3 separate regions of the Mus musculus genome follow, and regions 2 and 3 are each linked to region 1. A link is a contact called in public HiChIP or PLAC-seq data. All regions are on one chromosome and are shown on one strand. The core of a region is the stretch at or near the end of the contact, and the rest is flanking DNA. Distances in the headings are between cores, read along the strand shown. Region 1 has its middle 30 kb from the start of Gm31014. Region 2 has its middle 63 kb from the start of D730003K21Rik. Region 3 has its middle 33 kb from the start of D730003K21Rik.

Region 1 (3,236 bases), core at 630-3,129:
AGGCTGCCCCAGTCTCAAAATATATTCCAATGATTAGCTGCTGCCATTCTATCAACAGTTACCATTCAGAGACCACTGCTATATGGCTGCCTTTATCTATCTATCTGTCTGTCTGTCTGTCTATCTATCTCTCTATCTATCTATCTATCTATCTATCTATCTATCTATCTATCTTTATGTGTATGTGCATGCATCTGTTTGAAGTCTTGGGCACAGGAGCCTATGTGCCTACAGGGGCCCAAAAAGAGCCTAGATCCCCTGTCACTGGAGTCACAGGAAGTTTTAAGTGCCAAACATGGGTGCTGGGAAGCAAGCTCTGATCCTCTGAAGGAGCTGCAAGCACTCTTAATTTCTGAGATATCATCTCCAGCCCCATCACCCCCCCCCTTTTTTTTTCTTTCAACAACAGAACTTTGGCCTTATGATAATGTGAGCACAGCTGAGAGTTCTTTCTGTCTTTGGACTGAGAGCCCTCACAGAGTGCAGGAGGACATTTGGAAGTACACCCTATGGAATTTCAAAGGACTTCTCTGGGTTTCTGTTTAACAGCCCCACCGCAAAGTCATCCTGTCCTTCTATGTAGCCTGAATGGTTTCGGTGACCAGAATGTCGCCCTAAAAAAAAAAATCACTGTGGAAGACCAGAATATGCCACAGCAGACACATCTCTTCAGCATTTGGACTATGTTGAAATGATCCTTTGGAAAACATAGGACTGGGAGGGGAGAGAGGAAGGAAGATCAGGGTGGGAGAGAGCGAGGGGTGGAAATGATGTAAAGAGTGATCATGTGAGAAATTCTCAAAAAAATATAATAAAATAAAAGCGAGATGCCTGCTTAATTAGAGTAGGAAGATGATTAACAAGCTATTTTTAAGTGCCGCGAGTATCAGGAGATATACCAGAATAGATTATGCCATGCGCAACTGATTGGCAGGCCTTGAAATGTGTGCAAGTTCCCAATCTTGTCTTGATCAGCAGTCTTTGCAAAGCAGGCCTGAAAGGCATGGCCCCCAACCCATAAAGTATGAAGCCATAATTATTCAAGTGAAAAAAAAAAAAAGGAAACTAATTAGAAGCGTGATAAGCAGTGATTAGGCAGTTACTTCAGGGGAAAATGAAGGAGATGTGCAGATGCCAACCGGGGTAGCTTTCCTGAAAAAGGGATAGACAGGCTGGTTTAGATGAAAAGTTCCCTGTCTGTCACCTAGGGAAGCAAGTGCCTTCAAGACAGGGCCATTAGCATGTCATTTGCACACTGAATTTAAGACAAAAAAATAAAAGGTCACCCCAAAACAGGAAGTCCTTGGAGCAGAACAGGCCTTGCATCTAAAAGTCAGTGAGTTGCAGGAGGCACAGGGTCCTTCCCGAGGGCCCTCGGAAAGCCCACTGCTAATACTCCTGACCTTACAGTAGCCAGAACTCAAATGACCGGGGTGGAACAGAGCCTAGAGGTGGGTCAGAAGACCTTGGCTTCTGTTTTGGCCAAGGCTCTTGGGACTGAGCCCATAGACCTTGTACATTTGGTCTTGTACAATAAGACTTTTGCTTTTTGTGCTCTGGTCAGCTGCTCTCTCCAGCTCTCCAGTGCTAAGGGCATCTTCTCTACTCTGGAGTTTGAGCTAGTGGTCTGGTTTGAGTGTGAATGGCCCCAACGGCTTGCACTTGAGCCCAGGCTGGTGGAGCTAATTTGGAAACCCGTGGGAATTGAAGTGAGTGGAACCTCAAGGAGGAAGTGGGCCATCGAGGGTTCACTTCCGGTTCTGTACCAAGGTTCCGCCTCTGAAGTTTGCTTCCTGATTGTGGACAGTGTTAATCCTACCAGATGATAATAAGTCCAGTAATACAATTTTGAGCCAAATCTGAAGCAAGCTTTAATTAAACATTGGCCAGGGTGATGAACTCTGGCTAATTCCACTCTGGGGTTCCCAGAAAATGGGGACAGGTCACATTCTACAGTAGTTAATAAAGGCAAATCTGTAAGGCTGTTATGTACCCCACCAGGTCCAATCATTGGCGAACATATGTCCTGATGTAATTCCTGGCTGTGTACCGCCTGCCTACATCCAATGAGAGTCAAATGTACTTCCTGACGTATTTCCTACCCACATACCTCCCACCTACATGTCATCGACCACAACCTGTGTACCTGGGCAAAAAAGTTGTTTAGAGGAGCAAAACAATAGCTGCCTGCTATATTTCAGGAAGTATCTGTCCTTGGGCAAGGTTGGAGACATATTCTGTTTTGTGGATCTCGTATGCACAGTAATTAAATCTTAAAACATAACTTAGCTCTCATAGACACTGTGTGACCAGCGGCCTCCGGTTCGTGCTGCCAAGTCTTCTGAACCACAATGGATTGCGTCACCTTCAACTGTAAACGCAAAGAAACTTCTCTGCCCCCCCCCCCTCCCGCTTGTCAGAGCGAGCAACCAGAAATGTAGCATAACCATTGAGTCAGACCATTGAGCTCTCCAGGGCTTTGTGTTGCTTCCCTAGCGCGTGCGCGCACGCACGCACGCACGCACGTACCAGCCAGCTTGCAAAGGAAAACTGGCAGCCCATCCTTACCTGAGTATCATCCACAGAACAGAGCATGCCCATGCACACATGTGCAGGGAGTAGGATGGGGGATGGCGAGGAGCCCCGGAAATACAAGCAGGAGAGGTAAGGACTATGAAACCCCTCTAAAGGGCTGTGCACCAAGTGGTCAGATTTTTTTTTGGAGCTCTTTTCTCAGGGCTTGTTAGGCCACTTCCATTCCTGCGTTTAATAAGCTGTCTTTTTTTTTTTTTTTTTTTTTTTTTTTGGTTTTCGAGACAGGATTTCTCTGTGTAGCCCTGGCTGTCCTGGAACTCACTCTGTAGACCAGGCTAGCCTGGAACTCAGAAATCTGCCTGCCTCTGCCTCCCAAGTGCTGGGATTAAAGGCGTGTGCCACCACCGCCCAGCGGCTGTGTCTATTTTTAGACAAGAATTGGCAGCCCGGTGAACTCATCTCCTGTGATCGTTATAAATAAGTGTGTTCATCTCCCAATGACTTACAAAAATCAGTGTTTTACTCATCAGCCATTCAAGAAACAACACTTGTGAAAGTCCAGGCTTCAAGTTCTACTCTCTTTCTAATATCTTTTGAGATAAGCGCATATCTGCTAAAACAAACAAACAAACAAACAAAAATGTTCTAGATGGCTGGCAAATTGTGAAACCATCTCAGGCACACGCACACATCTCACAAGT
Region 2 (3,607 bases), core at 233-2,732, 180 kb after region 1:
GCTCCCTGTTAGACGATCTCTCCTAGCCTCCCATGTCACCCACTGTCTACTTCCAGCTAGTCTCTCCCCACACCCCCATTTCACAGATGAGAAACTACGGCTCAGGAAAGGTAGCCAAGTTTATCCAAATTTAAGCGTTGAGGCTAGAAATCTAACCTGTGCTAAGCCCAAACTGGAGCCAGTTCACTTGTGCCAAAGTAATAGAAAAATGTGGGCAGATGACTGGACAGGAGCAGCAGCAACAGCAACAGCAGCAGCAGCAGTAGCAGGCAAACCTCCTGAGTTTAAAGCAGAATGTGGTGGCGTGGTCCTGTAAGCTCAGCCTTGGGAGGAAGAGGCAAGAGAATCAGGATGCAAGAGTCGTCTGTCCATAAGTCCAGGCCACTGTGGGCTATGTGAGATGCTGGGGAGGGAGAGAGAGAGAGAGGGAAGAAAGGGGGGGATACAGGAAGGGAGGGAAGGAAAGAGGGAGAGACAGAGAGAGGGAGACAGAGAAAGAAAGCAGAGAGCAGGAAGGAAAAGGGAAAGAAAATGGAAAGGGAAGCCACCACCCAGCTCTGGGTTATCTTGGGCTACAGAGCAGTCTCCATCTCAGACAGAAGGAAAAAAGTACAAGAAAAACAGTTAAGTGAAGCAAACCCATCTACAGGAGAGTCGGTTTCACCTGTACGGGTCATTTACTTTTAAAGTTTATTTTGTGCCCTGAACAAATCACTCCACTTTCTAATTTTTCCTTATCTTGTTTTTAGCTCCTTTTAAAACATCATCATTAGTTTTTTCATAATAATAATAACAACATCATAGTTATTATTATTATCACTATCATCATTATTATTATTTAATACAGTTTCACTACATAGCCTTGGCCACCCTGAAACTTACTATGCAGATCTGTAGATCAGGATGGCCTCAAACTCACAGAGATCTGCCCACCTGCGCCAAGTTTTCCTTACATGTTTCAGGCTAACCTGGAACTGATCACTGTATAGCCCAGGCTATCCTCAAACTCACAGCAATTCTCATATCTCATCCTCTCTGATTCTGGGATGGCAGGCAAGCACCACCATGGCCTGATTTCTTCTTTTTCCTTTCTCTGTAGTAACTCTGCTACTGTAGGGGTCTCTCAACCTTCAACATCACACCAGATAACACAGCAATCAGGTGCCTCATATAAAGGTAGAATGATGTTTTTCTTCTCCAGTGACAGCACCACATGGCTTCCCCGCTCAGAGGATACTGCTCTGCTGAGCTTCCCCACGCTCCATCTGACCTTTGTATCTTCTTGTGTGGTTTATGGATCTTTTTGGCTAATACCTTCTCTGGAGAATAAATGCATGTAGCATCCATATGCACTGGGGTGTATGTGGTGGGTGGGGAGTGTAACGCCCACACATACTGCCTGCAGGGTGTAGACCTGTGAAACGTATCTCATTCTCAGATCCACCCAGGTTACCTGATTGCTCATAAAGCCCTGATACCAGAGCAGGAGAAACCCACAGCCGTCCGCCTCTGAGACTTTTGTGGTTTGAGCTGAGTTGAGCTCAGTGTCTCCTTTGAGTCTCGTAAGAAACATCTTATAAACTTTTAAATTATGCTCCAGGGAGCCCAGCACAGGCGGGGGCTGCTAGAGAGCTGCTCAGATTTGCGAAGCCTGAGGGGTACAGAGGATGGGGCCCTTTCTGATAACCAGTAGTGGCTAAAGCCAGGAATAGAAGTTGAGTCAGAAAACAAGCTCTGAGTTCTCTCTCTGGCCTTGGGTGGAGATGAGATTTGCTAAAGTGCAGAAAAGATTATAAGACTCCTAATAGGATAAAAACTTCCAGGTAAAAAACCAGCTATACCACTATTCCTGCTTAAAGATATAGATGGGCCTGTCAATCACCTGTTCGGAAAGATCTCTCTCAGGAAGTTTTCTGTCTGAGAGACTTTAAGAGATAATACATTGCCAACCTATCACAATGTAGGTTTGCTCAATGATCTCTTGGGTTCCTGGCCACTCTTCCCTTTGAGTGGGCTTCTCCCTGCCTGCTGGCTGCTCTCATCCCTTCACGCTAATCCACCTTACTCTATGATACACCCTATCTTCTGCATTAATCTCCATGTCTCCTTTGAATTCTTCCTGTGGAGCTCATGGAGTAGAGGGGGGGCAGAGTGGGAGGTCTTAAGGAGGATTCCAGTAAAAGGCAGCGGTGTTTTCAGATATTAGGGTTCATGGGAACCACCTATGAGAGAAAGTTCCTAGAAAGCATGGCAGCATGGCCTTCTAGAATCTTCTAGAGAGCTGATTAACTGATCGGAACATCGATGACCCTGGAGAGGTTTAAAAGTTGAAAGTCCAGAGCTTTATGACAATTTATCATGGGCTATCTCTAGCTATCTCAACAGCCACTCCCTGCCCATCTCTATTTCTGACCTAGCATTCTCTTTTGGAATGTGTGGACTGACCACCAGTTTCTTTTCACCAACCCCAGGCTGAGGGCATCATCGGATAGAGTCTGAGGCCTACGGTAGGAATTCCTCCACGTTACTGTCATTGCCAACCTGATGCCGCCACTGATGTATGTGAGCTGTAAAGTGTTTAAGACAGCACAAAGAACGAGAAAGCCTTTTCCTCCTGGAACATCCGGAGAGTAGGAAGGTCAGCAGCAGAGAGGGTGTTTTCTCTGTCTCTCTGAACAAGCAGACATTCATCACAGCATCTGGCTTCTGAGTCTTCATTTGGTAAATCAAACATTTGGTATTTCGGTTTTTAAAAAATCCCACCCCACCCCCCTTTTCTCTGCCCTCATGGCTCTCCTCCTGTCTGTCTGCCTGTCTACATGTCCACACGACTGCCACCACCCCTTCCTATGTCCTCACTCCTTTCCCTTCCCCCAATAAACCTCTTTCACACCAGGTCTTTTGCATGGCATAATTACTTATGGGCACACCTTGGCATGGGCCTGCCATGGTACCCCCTTACCACATTATATTTTATAACATTGATGCCTCAGGAAGGCTGGTTCACCTTAAGCCATGATGAAGAGATTGGAGGAATACTTATCACTTAATGAGATAGTTTATTTTTACTTCCTGGAAAGCTTTCCCTCTGTGCAGTGATTTGCAAAATTGCTGCTATGCAGTTAAATTAAGACTGCCTCCTCCTCCTCCTCCTCCTCCCTCCTCCTTCATCATCTTCTTCTTCCTCCTCCTCCTCCTTCTTCTCCCTTACCTTCCTTCTCCTTCTCCTTCTTTCTCCTTCTTCTTCTTCTCCTCCTCCTTCTTCTTTTTCTTCTTCTTCTTTCCTCTTTTCCCTCCTCCTCTTTTCCCTCCTCCTCTTTCTCCTCCTTCTCCTCTTCTTCGTTCTTCTTTCTCTTCTTCAGTAGGACCCAAAACAACATGTTTCCCCCTTTTTTTCTTTTATTCTTTTTTCAGATACATGGAATTTCTTGAACATTCTGGGTTCTCTCACTCTTCTCTGAAGTTATTCCTCCCCCTACTCTCCCCACCTAATTGGTGAGGCTGCTCACAAATGGCATGGTTTTTCTTTCTTCCTCTTCTCCATCTTCCTCCTTAGAGTAGCTGCCAAGGTTTGCAACTTCCATGTCCTGGGATTTTTTTTTTCTTT
Region 3 (3,534 bases), core at 12-2,511, 210 kb after region 1:
TCCGGCCTGTGGCTGCGCTTGTTAGACGGAATCAGGGAGGGGTGGGAAAGGAGGAGACAAAAAATAAGATAGGAGAGAGAGAGTGAGAAGAGTGGCGGAGAAAATGAGAATGAAGATCAGACAGGAGAGCGAAAGAGTGAGAGGGAGAGCGAGAGAGAGAGAGAGAGAGAGAGAGAGAGAGAGAGAGAGCAAGCTAGCTAGCTTTTGTTCTTAAATTGAAGGCACCTCACCCAGCCAGGGGCCTCTTGAGAAACAAGAACTTTCTTGAAGAGCAGTTAGCACCAGCAGGAAGGAAAAGTTCCACCAGGGAGCTGCTTGGAGGGAAGGGGGGCTGGGCGGGGGCCAACTGAGCCACTTGCCTTCCTTTTAGATGAATATCACCTCTGCTTTCACTCCTAAGGCTTCCTGGAATGCCTGCGAATGTTTTTCCAGTCTTCGAAGGATCACCCATGCCTGAATCTTCCTAGCTCCTGTCTGCTGGCCGAAGTTGCCATCCATTTATCCTGGAATGACTTTTTTAAGGGTGAAAAATTGAAGGATTGCAGGATGATGGCTCCCTGCTGGCCAACTGGTCTGACTAAGCGTTCTGGCCTATTTGTAGAGTATCTGTGCTCAGCTTCAAGAATATATTCATGCTCTAGTCTGGTGAAAAATAGTCCTACCCCAGGAAGCTTTGAAGGATAGGATGTAAGCTTTGGGGATACATTTTAGGTGCCATCCAGGAGGTATCATGGTGGAGAAAGGCAGGCCAGTTTAGAAGGAGCCCTGGGTTTGAACCTCAACTTGATACACTGAGACGCACTTGCAGAGGGATCCAAACTGAAGGCTTTTCTAGTGATGTGTTTGCTCTCCCTGAAACCCACTCTCCTCTGTGTGTGTGTGTGTGTGTGTGTGTGAGTCAGAGGCCTCTATGCCTTCCTTAATCATTCTCTACCTTTTCTTTTTTTTAATGTTTATGTTTAGCCAGCTTATGTGTCTGTACAGCACATGAGTTTCTGGTACCCTCGAAGGCCAGAAGAAGGTTTCGGATCCTCTAGAACCGAAGTTATGGATGGCTGTGAGCCATCTTGGGTGGGTGCTAAAAACTAAACCCAGGTGCTCTGTAAGAGCAGTAAGTACTTTAAGCCATGAGACATCCTTCCATCTGCCCCATTTAATGTTTTGAGACCGGATCTCTCAATGGGACCTCAGGCCTGCTGCTGGTTCAGCTAGGCTGGCTGGGCCCCATTCCCCCGGAAGTCTCCTCTCTCTGCTTCCCCAGTGCTGAGATCACACACCAGCACTTGTGTGCCAGGCCTTTTATGTGGCTGCTCCAGATCTGAGTGGGTCCTCAATGCTTGAGTGGCAATAACCTTACCTTCTGAGCAATCTCTATAACCCAGTTCCTATACAGATGGATAGAACTGAGCAAGATCCAGTTGTATCAGGAGGGGTAGAGAAATGATAGGGTTGCCCATGATAACGACCTGAGACTCATGGAAAAGCTGACATCACCAAGTCTCCTGGAATGTAACTTCCTTCTGGTCTCTCTCTCTCTCTCTCCTTCTCTCTCACTTGATAGGTGGTGTGGGGGACAAAGGAAACAAGCAGAAAGACGACAGCCGAAGCTTTTCTCACTCTTCCTAGCCTGAGGTGACACACGATGGAGACAAAGATTGTTTGTAAGCCAGAACATGCGATGGCTCTAAGGTCCCATAGGAAGGAGAAGCACCACTGTTGACTGCTGTGCAGCTTCTGGTTTCACTGCAGAATTGTAGACTGTGCACACAGCGGAGGCATCTAAGGAGGCAGGGAGGAGGGCTCAAGTCTAAGGTGTTAGGCAGAGCTTTTTAGCAGGCTGGGATGCTGATGAGGTAGAATTTTAATATCAGGGCATTTCAAAGGAGGGTGCTCTGCAAATATGCAGTTCAGAGGCTAGATAGCTGTGTCTCAGGAGGAGGGCAAAAATCCGAAACAGGGCAGGCCTCAACAGAACAGAAACTTGAATCCTGCCCGTTCCAGAGTGCATTAAGGTGGCCTGCTCCTAACCTCTTCCTCTCCAGGAAAGGATGCAATCTCTAAAGACAGTGCAGTCACTCCGGCTGGGTCTTACTTGGCTGAGTTCCTAACATTGGCGCTGAAGAAAGATTGACATATTTTGAGACTGACACTGCAGGTCAAACTCTTTCATGCTCATTGATAGAAAAGCCTTTGACAATCCCTTTTCCAATAACACCCAACAATGATCTGAAAGCACCACATGCAAGTGGGCGAGATTTCAGAAACGTCAGGTGGTTCATCGTTAAGAACACTAATCAACAAGGCCGGGTGTGGTGGCGCACACCTTTAATCACAGTACTCGGGAGGCAGAGGCAGGCGGATTTCTGAGTTTGAGGCCAACCTGGTCTACAAAGTGAGTTCCAGGACAGCCAGGGCTATACAGAGAAACCCTGTCTCGAAAAAAACAAAAACAAAAAAGTATTTTTAAAAATCAAGAAGAAATTGTAATTATCTTCATAAATGCAGATGTTTGATAAAGTCAAAATATTCACAGTTTGAAGAACATTTTAACCTATTTCAGTAAAAAATTACCTCTCTAGATTAAAAAAAAAGAATTAATAGAAAATATCAACAAAAGGTTTTCTTACCTGAAATATTAACAGCACCTCTGTTAAGGTTAAATTGAAGCATTGCCCTTATAGATCTTAGAAACATATAGTATAATAAGTCATATTAAATATATAGTTAATGGATGTGTTGGTTATAATCACAGGGTATAAGTCCCTATGAAAATATAACTGATATTCAGGTAGGTGTGAAAATAATAAAACAATGAAGAATGCAAGAATAGAAATGAAGAACAGGCTAAAACAGCCCTGCCAAGGAAGGAAGAGGCCAGTGAACTCGTGCTTGTGAAAATGAAGAACTTACCCACCAAAGAATGCAATTCACAATAACGATGGCAGGGACCATACAGCCACATGTTTGGCATGACACTGAACTCACAAAGGCATCAACTTAAAATTGACTGAAGACTTCAACATAAGATCTCAGATCACAGAAGAGACTGGGGAAAGCTTCTCTAGTCTTGTTCTGGCTGTAATATCTAAAGCTCAGAATGTAACAACAAACAGCCACAACTCTGTCACATTCACGACATGGAGCGAACCAACGACACAGAGGAAAGAGTTGCAGGCCAGATGTCAGGAAGGTCACTATTGCAGGTGCAAGAAATGCCTATCTCTCAATAGAAAGAAAAACTCAGCTTAAAAATGGCTAAAGATACAAGTACGCATTTCTCCAAAGGAGACCTGAAAATTCCCCAGATTTTAATATTGCCACCAGACTGAATTTTTTAAACACTAAAGAAGACTAAACACAGACGCCTGTTGATTAGACTAGCCGGTGAACTCTGCCCTGACCATGAACTTGGATGGGGTTTGCACAGGAGCCCTGGGTTACAGAGTTGGGGCCTCAGGATCTGTGTGTCTCATAGCTATCTGTATGAAGTGGCTCTTCCCGCTCACCCACAGATGACTCAAGGTTCTTGGAACA

Evidence for each region. HiChIP or PLAC-seq counts read pairs in DNA pulled down with a chosen protein or histone mark.
Region 2: a contact with region 1 is called in a CTCF HiChIP or PLAC-seq map of CD8 T cells, with 7 read pairs. The contact joins two enhancer-like sites. A contact is called at or near these places in 2 of 15 datasets of contacts at CTCF or cohesin (CD8 T cells and large pre-B cells), 4 of 484 Hi-C or Micro-C datasets (the C10 cell line, bone marrow-derived macrophages, embryonic stem cells and 1 more), 3 of 115 datasets of contacts at active chromatin or transcription factors (CD8 T cells, bone marrow-derived macrophages and fibro-adipogenic progenitors) and 1 of 9 other capture datasets (embryonic stem cells).
Region 3: a BATF HiChIP or PLAC-seq map of CD8 T cells shows a contact between it and region 1, with 5 read pairs. The contact joins two enhancer-like sites. A contact is called at or near these places in 1 of 15 datasets of contacts at CTCF or cohesin (large pre-B cells), 5 of 484 Hi-C or Micro-C datasets (CD8 T cells, Th1 cells, bone marrow-derived macrophages and 2 more) and 3 of 115 datasets of contacts at active chromatin or transcription factors (CD8 T cells, bone marrow-derived macrophages and cardiomyocytes).

The regions. Positions count from the first base shown.
Region 1 is chr9:116,082,447-116,085,682 of GRCm38.p6, forward strand. No RefSeq gene overlaps it. Among named protein-coding and RNA genes, the nearest start is that of Gm31014, 30 kb to the left of the region's middle. Within about 2 kb of position 1,880, at least 88 of the 459 cell types and tissues checked have an H3K27ac peak or open chromatin away from gene starts, as enhancers often do. A contact at or near this core is called in CD8 T cells, where this site is marked.
Region 2 is chr9:116,262,544-116,266,150 of GRCm38.p6, forward strand. No RefSeq gene overlaps it. Among named protein-coding and RNA genes, the nearest start is that of D730003K21Rik, 63 kb to the right of the region's middle. Within about 2 kb of position 1,483, at least 18 of the 459 cell types and tissues checked have an H3K27ac peak or open chromatin away from gene starts, as enhancers often do. A contact at or near this core is called in CD8 T cells, where this site is marked.
Region 3 is chr9:116,292,995-116,296,528 of GRCm38.p6, forward strand. No RefSeq gene overlaps it. Among named protein-coding and RNA genes, the nearest start is that of D730003K21Rik, 33 kb to the right of the region's middle. Within about 2 kb of position 1,262, at least 48 of the 459 cell types and tissues checked have an H3K27ac peak or open chromatin away from gene starts, as enhancers often do. A contact at or near this core is called in CD8 T cells, where this site is marked.